Linked DNA regions of Mus musculus: regions 2 and 3 are each linked to region 1. A link is a contact called in public Hi-C data. All regions are on one chromosome and are shown on one strand. The core of a region is the stretch at or near the end of the contact, and the rest is flanking DNA. Distances in the headings are between cores, read along the strand shown.

Region 1 (3,320 bases), core at 169-2,668:
CTGCTTCAATTTATGTGTAAGTTTCGAACTCATTAGCATTACTGACAAGAAAGGGAAAGCAAGCAAGCAAGAGAGGAGAACAAGGGGAAAAAAAAAACTCTAACAATCCTGGGGAAACTCTTGGAAGAGCTGTTAGTTTTGAAACACATAATATATAAACAACTTAAAGGAATACACAGGCTTTCTTTTGAAATCAGAAATTATGTGAAGCAAGGAGAGCATCATAAAAGCTTATTGATTTCCCAAACCCACTGCATACAAGTATTTTTAAACCATGATTCACATAAGGGATACATTTGACACATCAAGAGAAACTGGAAACCAGGCTCTGTGCAGCCACATCAGATACTGCTCTGAGCCCGGTTTGTTTACCATTACAAAGTGAAAAGAAATTTGCTTCTGCCTCCCTGAGCCTTCTCCCTCAAGCAGGGCGATTTTTATTGATTTTGTCCTCTAGAAATAAAGTGCCAACAGCCACCATAAATCCATCTTTGCCTTTCTATTCTGTGCATCACTCAACCATCGTGCAGGGCATTGACCCAAATGCAGTGAGCATCCTGCACCACTTCTGAAGTGATTTTGTTCTGAAGTAAGCTTAGGTTTAGGCCTTCGGTCTCCTTAATAGATCCTTCAACTGCAAGATACTCCCGTAGAACAAGTGGAGTTGCAGAGAACTGGACAGCCAGCCCCTTGGTGGATAGGGATCCCCTCTTTGGAGGCTGATACTGGGCTGCAGAGAAGACAGGCCTAAGAGCTGAGAGAGGAAGCTCAGCCATACGATAATCTCTTGGCATCTGTACCTTCTTTGTCTCCACCATCCTCACTCCTCATCGCCAGCATCAGACTGGGACTCACTAACACACATGGAGGTGAACTCTCAGAAGAGAAATATACATACTGCATGTCTCATTCGGCCACGGCAACTGCCACCCCAACAAATAAACATACATCAAGTGGTTGGCTTAGCATAGCTCGCTCGAAGCTCCTGGTTGTTAATACCTAAAACAAAGCAGAAAGCTAGCAATATCCCAGTTGAACCCTAAGACTGCTCCAACGACAAAGGGAAAGAATGAGAAGCGGGGTAAAGCCCAAAGAATCAGACAGTAGTGAATGCGGTTCCAGGGGGTCTCATGGAAACCTCGCGCTCACGTTTAATTTGCCCATCCTGAAGTATTTTTTCCTAGTAATGCCAAATGCCATAATGCTCTCTGTCAGTGACTTGAAATTATTCTATGAGCTACATATCGGGTACACTATTGTTAATGAAATGCACACAAGATGATGAACAACTTCCTTTTCCTGCTGGAGCTCCAGCTGCAACCAGTGCCTGGATCCTTCGTGCTGTAAATCAGCCCTTTGTACTCCAGGAGGATTCAATGAGCTGCAGGTGTGGGCTTGGGGAAGGCCGCCTGGGATTAAGTAGCAGCATTTGATATGAGATCCCAAACAGCACTGGCAATCTACACACCACATGCGGCCACGGGCTTTGGAGAAAGCGAAGGAAGAACGCTGATGAAATGTGGCACGGGACCATGGAATGCAATGTCAAGCTTTCACATCTGCAGGAAAAGAAAGAGAGTTCCTAATTTTACAGTGATGATGTCATTGAGAATTCATGACAGTGGAAATGATGGGCCAAGGTTTGCAAACTCAACCACCTCAGAGGGTGCTAACCCAAGGCTGTGAGCTTTTGAAATGGTAGTGTGGGTGGATTTGAAATGCCAATTTGCCTTCTTGGCTGGAGGCATCACTGAGTGGTGTGTGTGTGTGTGTGTGTGTGTGTGTGTAAGATAAGAGAGAGACAGGGAGAAGGAGAGTCTGTGCACCTATGAATGTGTGCATGTGTGCTTTGTTTGCAGGCTCAGGAGAGAGAAAGAAGTTGTATGTGAACGGATATGCTTTGTACATACATGAAAAGCCAGTCCCTCGGATGCCGAATATGTCCTTAGCAATATAACGTGTGTAATTCAGCATAAAACACTGCTAACTGTCCTTAACAACAATATATTTTTAAAAGATTGATTTCAGACTCTAGAAAAATTCACTAGCCAAGAAAAACCATCACAGTTGTCCACCTCCTCCCACAGGGGAACCACCAAAAAAGACTTCTTTTTTAAACAAGTTCTTTTTTCTATTCAGGACTGAAGAGACACCAAAACCAGGGTAGTTTTATGATTAGCATATGAATAAAATACATTGAAGAAAACACATCTTTAATTTTTAAGGGTCTGTTTTTCATTAGCTTATCTTGATAGTTTAAGTTAATCATTATTTTCAACCATATATGATTTAGATATTATGTCATTAATTCATGTACAGTCCATCTGAGTAATGACTGTGGTTTTCTACTTTACAAATTCATCTACTTCACCAAGAAACCAGAAGAGTCGAATTCCAAGCAACATCTGGTTTCCATTGAATGTAATTGCCATTTGCAGAGTTATAATCATGTGTTATTGTAAGGACCACAGTGTCAATCACTCCCCTAATGGGGAAAATTCAATGCCTAAATACCTGAGAGAACAAGAAGCTGACTTAAACAGGTGCATTCAGACACTGGGTTTTAAGTAGAATTCTAGCCTACCCATTTAAATAAATCATTTTAAGGAGAAACAATATTCCTTCCATCCCCTGTAGCAAGGGAAAGCATAAAACCCAGGGCCTCAATCTTCCGTGCTCACTTCCAGTACTGTATCATGTTTAATCTTTAAAAAAAAAAACTGTACAAATATGCCCATATTGTACCGAATCCTTATGTTCCATATACTAGTGGGAACTCCCAAAGGGCAGTGTGAATTTTGAAGACTTCCTGGGGAAGGAGCCATCGTCTGGTCCTTCCTGTCTTCCATGAACACAGTCATCCTTCCCATAATGAAAATAGGCTAGATGTCATGTAAAGAAGATAGGAAACTGTTCCAGGCTGAGGTCATGAGAGTCCCTTCTAGCCCGTGGGGGTTTTATGGGGATAATCATGTAAGAGTTTTCAAGGATTATGGAGCCTGTGTTGTAGTCTGCAATGTGTAAGCTCTTTATGGCAAAAGTGAATCTCATTTTCCTAAATTCTCATTGTGTTTATAAGCCAAGCCTTGTTTGAGCTGATAGCTGTTTGTCTATTCATTCAGAAATATTTCCTAATGCAAAAAAATAACACACTGGGAATTATGGTAGACATTGAAAATGCAAAGATGAGTAAGACACATCTAGAAGACAAGAGACCATGTGGGCAGAGGATAGTAGCCTGGTGTATGTGGTAGATACAAGCCCATCTGTTTTTAGCAGAAGAGATAAACATCCAAACTAGCTTAGGATGAATAGTGAGT
Region 2 (3,465 bases), core at 658-3,157, 290 kb after region 1:
GTTGTACGTATGTATGTAAATACATATATGTTAAGCATGCAATAACACTGGGGGAAAGGCCATGAGTTTGAATGAAAAGAGTTGGGGGCAGAGGAGATATGCTGGGGTTTCGAGGTAAGAAAGGGGAACGAGAAATGTTGTAATTATATTATAATTTCAAAGATAAAACAAATATATCGCTCCCATATCATCCCAACCTGCCTGTGGATGGGTGTGGTGAGTGAGGGTCTTTTTACACGTGCCCCCTACTTGATGTCAGGTCTAGAGGCCAGACCCATATGAGTGAGGTGTAGGGATCAGGCAGCTCATTTTTCCAAACGTGTCAGATATATCAAGATCTCAGAGCCTCCGAGACTTTTACATAAGCCTCAAGTAAGATGGTAGTTATTGGCCCTCTGATTCCCAGGGGTGGTGAGCCTGGGCATTTCAGAGCACAAGAAAGTGGGTAAGACTTGCGGTTCTCCACAGGAAAAGACATACTATTGAAAGTCCCAATTAGAGTCAGCAGCAGCACTGTAATCCAATAAGGCAGACACACAGCCATCAGAACACAGCCTGGACTAGAGAACACACACCTGTCCTAGGCCCTGTCCTGCACATGTGTCTCTTAGACCGGGCTAAGAGGCCCACTCATGGTGTGATGATGACACCTAGTGGCCATATGGCAAATGGCATGCCTAGAGCAACAGGCAGGTCTATGAAACAGCAGGCCACCTTTAGCCATGTGTCCATGGCTATGCTAGATGTTAAGTACCACATCTTCTGGACTCTCCAGACCCTAGAGACCAGCAAGGTCCCCTCCCTTTATAGATATCCAATCACATGCACAGCTATTTTAAGAAAACACCTTGCAGGACTAGAGAGAGAGATGACCCAGACTCCATTCCCAGCACCCACATGGTGGCTCGCAACAGTCTGAAACTCCAGTTCTGAGGAGGTCCGATGTCCTCTTCTGGTCTTTGTGGACACTGCTAACATGTGGCACACAGCATACAGGAAAACAAATCACCCATACACAGAAGTCACTTCAAACATACGCAGCTTGTGTAAGTGAGTGCCTGGCAAGCCCGACAGGAGGCTTTCTTCCTCTTGCCATCACATACTCCACACCTCCAGGCTCCTCCAGGAGGGAAGGGACAAGAATGTGGTGCCCAGCAGAGCCTTAGCCTGGGGCTTGAACTCAAAACCCTAAAACAAGCCCTAACCCAGCCTGGACTCGTGTTCCCTAGCCCTGAATTACAGGAGGGAGAAAATGGTGTTGTGTGGCCTTTCCCAGGGAGGCATAACACGGGTCTATTTAGGGAACCAAAATCAGGCCAAAGAACTAATTCCCAATATTGACTTGGTGACTCAGGTGACTCAGTGAGTTTATTGGATTTACTTACAGGAGAATGGGTGGGCATTGCATCCAGGTGCATGGTGACTCAAAGACCACAGTATCACCGAAAAGTCCACCCGACTATGAGTGACAGACCCAGAAAAGCAGCATTCCTGAAACCTCCTGCCCAACTTGAAGGCAGTTCCAGCGAAGAGAGTCTCCTGCCAGCAACTGCTCTGGTTTCTAGAGTGGGTAGGAATTGGAGGAGGAGTGCTTGTGACTTTTGTAACTTTCTGAGCTATTGAGTCTGGTCGGTTTCCTTGGCTTCCTGGACATTCCTTGAAGCTCCTGTCGACCATAACCCTCACCCCAGGCAGCTACCAAGAAAACACTGGAACCACCCAGAGAAGATAGGGAGGCTCATGCCTGTTCTCTCCCCCCTGAGCCGGAAACCCAGGTACAGGGAACTGGGAGGTATACGAGCCAGGAGCACTCAGCCAGAGGGAGAGTTTCCAGAAAGTGCAAAGCTGTGCTTGTTAGGGAGAGTCATCTGCAATGGCTGGGTGTCGGGCTAGTGCTAATCCTGAGGCCTGGGAAACGGCTTCCTGGGCGGTGCTTCCTGTCTGGGAGGGAGGGGGGTCTGACCCTTCCAAGGCCAGCCTCACTGCGAGGCTGGAAACCTCCTCCTTCAGCCATCAGCACTTTGATGAGCCCAGAGGGGTTTTTCTGCAGTAACTGCAGATAAGGTGAAATTGAAGCCTAGAGAGTTTAGGGGGAAACTGCCCAAACCACAGAGCTCAAAAGTGACGGGAGCCAGTGACAGTAAGTTTAATGTGATTTTATTTGATCCGATGTATCCAAAATATTATCATTTCAACACATAATCAATATAAAAATGTTAGCAATGGTTAGCATTCTTCTTTTGTGAACAGAGTATTCACAATCTGGTATTTATTTAACACTTGCAGTGTATTGCCATTTGAACATGACGCTTTCATCAGAAATACTTGATTGAGATCGCACAAGCTCCGCAGTTGCCAACGCACAAACTTTAAATGTGAATTTGTTGCCCCAAACACACTTTCACAACTTCTAATGACTGAATCACAAGTGTGCGTGTGATACCTATCTGCATACATGTCCACGTACATACGCATGTGTTCACGAAGCACATGTGTGAAGCATGAAGCTTGTATGTGTGTGTGTGTGTGAGTGCTCTGCACCTTACCTTTTAATACACTTGCTCACTGACGCTGGAACTCATCCTTATGGATGGGCTGGCTGACCAGGGAGCTTAGGAAACCTGCCTGTCACCACAGCAACCCCCAGTGCTGGGATTATAGCTACACACCACCCAGCTTTTACCTGGATGCTGGATTTTAGGTGCCCAGCAAACCGTCTGCATGATAAGCATTTCCCAGACTGAGCATCTCCCAGCCCTGACATTTTTATATTTGAAATTGATGTGAGTGAAATCAGTAATTCAGTTCCTTGATAGCACTAGCAATTGTCGCTCGACAGTCCCAGGGGCAACAACCGCGGGCACTTACAGCTTGTACCCACCCCACAGTGTGTCACCAATGGTGTCCACCCTACATAACCCACACACAAGTGTGGATACTGCCCTAGAGCTCAGTGCCAGCAGCTGATATCTAGATGGGGCACAGACTAATGCCCCACAGAACATATGCCCAGCGCTGCCCCCTGGGCCTGGCTGACGTGACTGCCCTGCCCCATCCTCCTTATCTGTGCATCCACTCTGTGCTACGGGTTCTCCTTGCTGCCCTTGCATGTTCTCTGCTGGCCCTGGCCTGACTCTGGGCCTGGTTGGAGGTGTCTAAGAGACCTCACTCTCCCAGGTCATAAAGAGTAATATAAAAGGAGTCCACAGATGTGCAACCCAGAAAGTCCAAGTGGGGTTCTTACAGAGGTAGCAGGAATCGGGCCCTGCCTTTTATAATGAACCCCCTAATGAACATGGGTTGTAGAGCTGTTGCCCCAGTGGGTCTCAGGGATGAAGCTATTCCCCAGTGCTCTACAGAATGAAGCCTGCCCCTAGCCTATGGGCAACAACAAAAGACTTTTGTGATATTCATGGCCCCATGTCTCCAGGAAAATTTTTTCCAACCCAGCAAGTCTAGAACTGA
Region 3 (3,427 bases), core at 448-2,947, 410 kb before region 1:
GTGTGTGTGTGACTGTGTGTGTGTGTCTGTGTGTGTCTGTGTGTGTCTGTGTGTGTCTGTGTGTGTGTCTGTGTGTCTGTGTGTGTCTGTGTGTGTGTGTCTGTGTGTCTGTGTCTGTGTGTGTCTGTGTCTGTGTGTGTCTGTCTGTCTGTGCCTGTGTGTGTGTCTGTCTGTGTGTGTCTGTCTGTGTGTGTGTGTGTGTACTCACGCACGTATCTTACTCAAGAGGAGATATAGATTTGTATGTGAAGTTACGACAGAAGCCAGAGGTCTAGCTTCAGTGTCATTCCTCAGCATATGTCACAGTGCTTTTAGACACAGGGTTTCTTACTGTCCTGTAGCTCACTAATTAGATGAGAATGACTGGCCAATAAGCCCCAGGATCTGCCGGTCTCCTTTAATGCTAAAGTCACAAGAACATGTCCCCAAACCCAGTTTTGTTCAGTTCGTTTGCTTTCTTGTTTGTTTGTTTTTAACATGGGTTTTCGAGATGAAACACAGGTCTTCATGCAGTGAACACTTTACCAGCTGAGCTACCTCCACAGGCTGACTAAGGGTACTTCAAGACCCTTGTTTTTCCAGCAGCACCCCAAGCCCTTAATCTGATCATTCTAAATGTTTGGAAATAAGGCCTCCAAGATAAATGCATTAAAACTCTCTGGAGACTGAAGGCCTGGTATCTACTTAGGAAAGTCTGGTGTGCCGCTCGCTTTTCCAGAATCCAAACAAAAGAGAATTTGGTTTACAGGTGTTATTGTTATGGATCCTGGTAGGTCATTCTTCTGGAAATAAGACTTGGCCATCTTTTCTTTTCCCTGAGGTTGCTTTTGTGTACATTAAGCTTGTGCATTTCTGTGATCGTTAAATGTATTCTGTGACTTGGATTGAAGTGTATTCGGGGATCCACATGGAAATAAAACCAGATGCGCTGTAACCACTATTGTGATATTTATCACTGATGGTGCTTGCATGACTGTGGTGCTCCATAAAACCCTGGAGGGGTTACCTTCACTTAATGGCGTCCTTCCCTCTCACTCAGCAGCTACTTCTTATTACAAACAGCTGCCTGGAAACGAGAAAACATTTTCTATTTCCAAGGGACACTGTTGGCTCTCAAAGCACTTTGCTCGTTTTCCTTAACAAATGTTTAAGTTTAATCAAATTTCTAATTCTAAAAATGATCTTATCTTGCATGCATTCTGAGTCAGGAACTCAGGAGACCTACTATGAATCTGAAAAAGGATAAAAAGAATCAGGATAATGAGTGCACGTGCACACACAGAGGCACATGTGCACACCACACACACACACACACACGCACACACACAAAGACATTTACACATAGGCCCATGTGCGCACACACACACAGGCACATATGCACACCATACACACATACAAACACACAAAGACATTTACACACAGGCCCATGTGCACACACACACACAGGCACATATGCACACCATACACACATACAAACACACAAAGACATTTTCACACAGGCCCATGTACACACACACACATACACACACACACAAGGCAGGATGAGGTGCACAGCTCTGATGATTTCAGTGTACTCCTGTGATGTTTCTGCCACCCCTTGGACCAGCTGATTTCTGCCCACTCCAGCTACTAGGGGCACCAGCTGACTTTGCTTTTAGTGATGGCTTCCTTGAGCTGGGTTAGAAAGCTCCTTCAAACTAACCCAGTGAAACTACATTAGCACCAAAGTAAGGGAGGAAAACAAGCGTCATATAAACTTTATTAGCACTCTTTACTATGAAATAAACTAGGCTTACACTTCTTTTGTAGGGGAAAATGATGAACACAAAAAACCATACCGTATTTTTACTAACTAACGTGCACTTGTAAAATGCATGGCATGCTGTTTTACAGGCAGTAGCATATAAAATACTTTTTCCAGATGTGGATTCATAATTCTCCAAAGACTATAATAGTTATCATAAGATTTATGGAGGATAATTTATTAATCACATTTTTTTTTCTGTTCGGAGATCTGTTTGGTAAGATGAAAGCAAACTTTAAAATGTCATTTTAACCAAATGTAGATGGCATAATATCAAGTTACTCCTTTTGTTCAAATTATTTTTAATGACTTTATTTGCTTTATTGCCTACACAAGTCAGGACCAACTTGGTGTAATGATCTCTTCAGGAAATCTCCTAAGATATTTTAAAAGTAAAATAGCATGGAGCTATTTTAAAAACTAAATGAACTGAACTGTGTAAGTTAATTACTGTTCATTTATTTGAGGGACATAGGAGCTACAGAAGCTTGGTTTGTTGATTTTTTTTTTTTTGCATTTTTTCTTCCTTTCATAGGATTTAGAAAAGAAAAACCCTGTGGAAACTATAGCTTACTGTGCATACCTGCAGCTTCTCCAACAGAAATGTAGAAGCCCACTTGTGTCTGAGGTGCTATAAGTAACACATTGTTAAATAAAGTACACGTCTCAAGCGCAGGGCCCTTTAATCTGGTCTAGATTATTAAAAAACACAGCTGTGCTGAATCCATATTGAGGACCCCAAGTCACATGATAAGTAAAACAGTCCAAATGGCTTGCTTTTGTCATTGCTTTATTTGAAGCAAGTTTTGACTGAAGCTTAACACTGCTGGGCTGGAGATGGAGTGGGAAAAGACAACACTCCATTCCAAGGAATATCCCTGGTCCTAAACTGTGACTGCTCCTTTCATATACCCAGATTTCCAGTCTCTCAGCTCACCAGCAAAGGCATCTTCCCTACACAGGGGTGGTCTGGAGAGTAACAAACAGACAGCTAGCCTGTAAGCTGCCCTTCCTCTTCCCAGGCTCCTGCAGCCACCTTCAGAGTTTACTAATCCCCAGTAGCAGGGTATACTTCTCAAAGTCCTCATAACAGATACTTAGCTTGTATTCAATGTGTGAGCTCTCACGCAAGTATGGGAAACAGCATCAGTGTACCTAACTGATAGAAACAGGAGACCACAATACCAGAGACAGACAGGACTACATGTGGCCACTTCTACTCTGAAATGCCAAGAAAAGACTGGGGCTACGTGCTGGCTGGACTATGACGGATGTAAAACTGGGTAGAGGACACAGCAGCATTTCAGATTCTTCTTAATTGCTACTACAACTATACATTTTCCTGGGATACACTGTGATGCCACAGTGCACGTCTATATTATATAGATTTACTCCATAGGTATACCTAGATTACCCACAGACTTTTTGGTTATTACTTTGTGATAAGAAAAGTCAATAGGCTGGAGAGATGGCTCAGCCGTTAAAGGCTAGGCTCACAACCAAAAATAAAAGAAAAGTCAAAAGTGTCTAACTATTTTAAATCATATAGTACAGATAGTAATAACCATTGTCTTTACAGTAGAACACCCTTGCTAACCTCTCCTATCCTGTTGTGAATTTTCC

Evidence for each region. Hi-C and Micro-C count contacts between places; a contact is called where the count stands out from the background.
Region 2: a contact with region 1 is called in a Hi-C map of cranial neural crest, with 2.9 times the contacts expected there. The contact joins two enhancer-like sites. A contact is called at or near these places in 9 of 484 Hi-C or Micro-C datasets (the HL-1 cell line, MC3T3-E1-derived osteoblasts, Sertoli cells and 6 more) and 1 of 9 other capture datasets (embryonic stem cells).
Region 3: a contact with region 1 is called in a Hi-C map of cranial neural crest, with 1.7 times the contacts expected there. The contact joins two enhancer-like sites.

What each region holds. Positions count from the first base shown.
Region 1 is chr12:9,337,204-9,340,523 of GRCm38.p6, reverse strand. No RefSeq gene overlaps it. Among named protein-coding and RNA genes, the nearest start is that of Gm46323, 33 kb to the left of the region's middle. Within about 2 kb of position 1,418, at least 35 of the 459 cell types and tissues checked have an H3K27ac peak or open chromatin away from gene starts, as enhancers often do.
Region 2 is chr12:9,049,438-9,052,902 of GRCm38.p6, reverse strand. No RefSeq gene overlaps it. Among named protein-coding and RNA genes, the nearest start is that of Ttc32, 21 kb to the right of the region's middle. Within about 2 kb of position 1,907, at least 8 of the 459 cell types and tissues checked have an H3K27ac peak or open chromatin away from gene starts, as enhancers often do.
Region 3 is chr12:9,749,836-9,753,262 of GRCm38.p6, reverse strand. No RefSeq gene overlaps it. Among named protein-coding and RNA genes, the nearest start is that of Gm23979, 110 kb to the right of the region's middle. Within about 2 kb of position 1,697, at least 12 of the 459 cell types and tissues checked have an H3K27ac peak or open chromatin away from gene starts, as enhancers often do.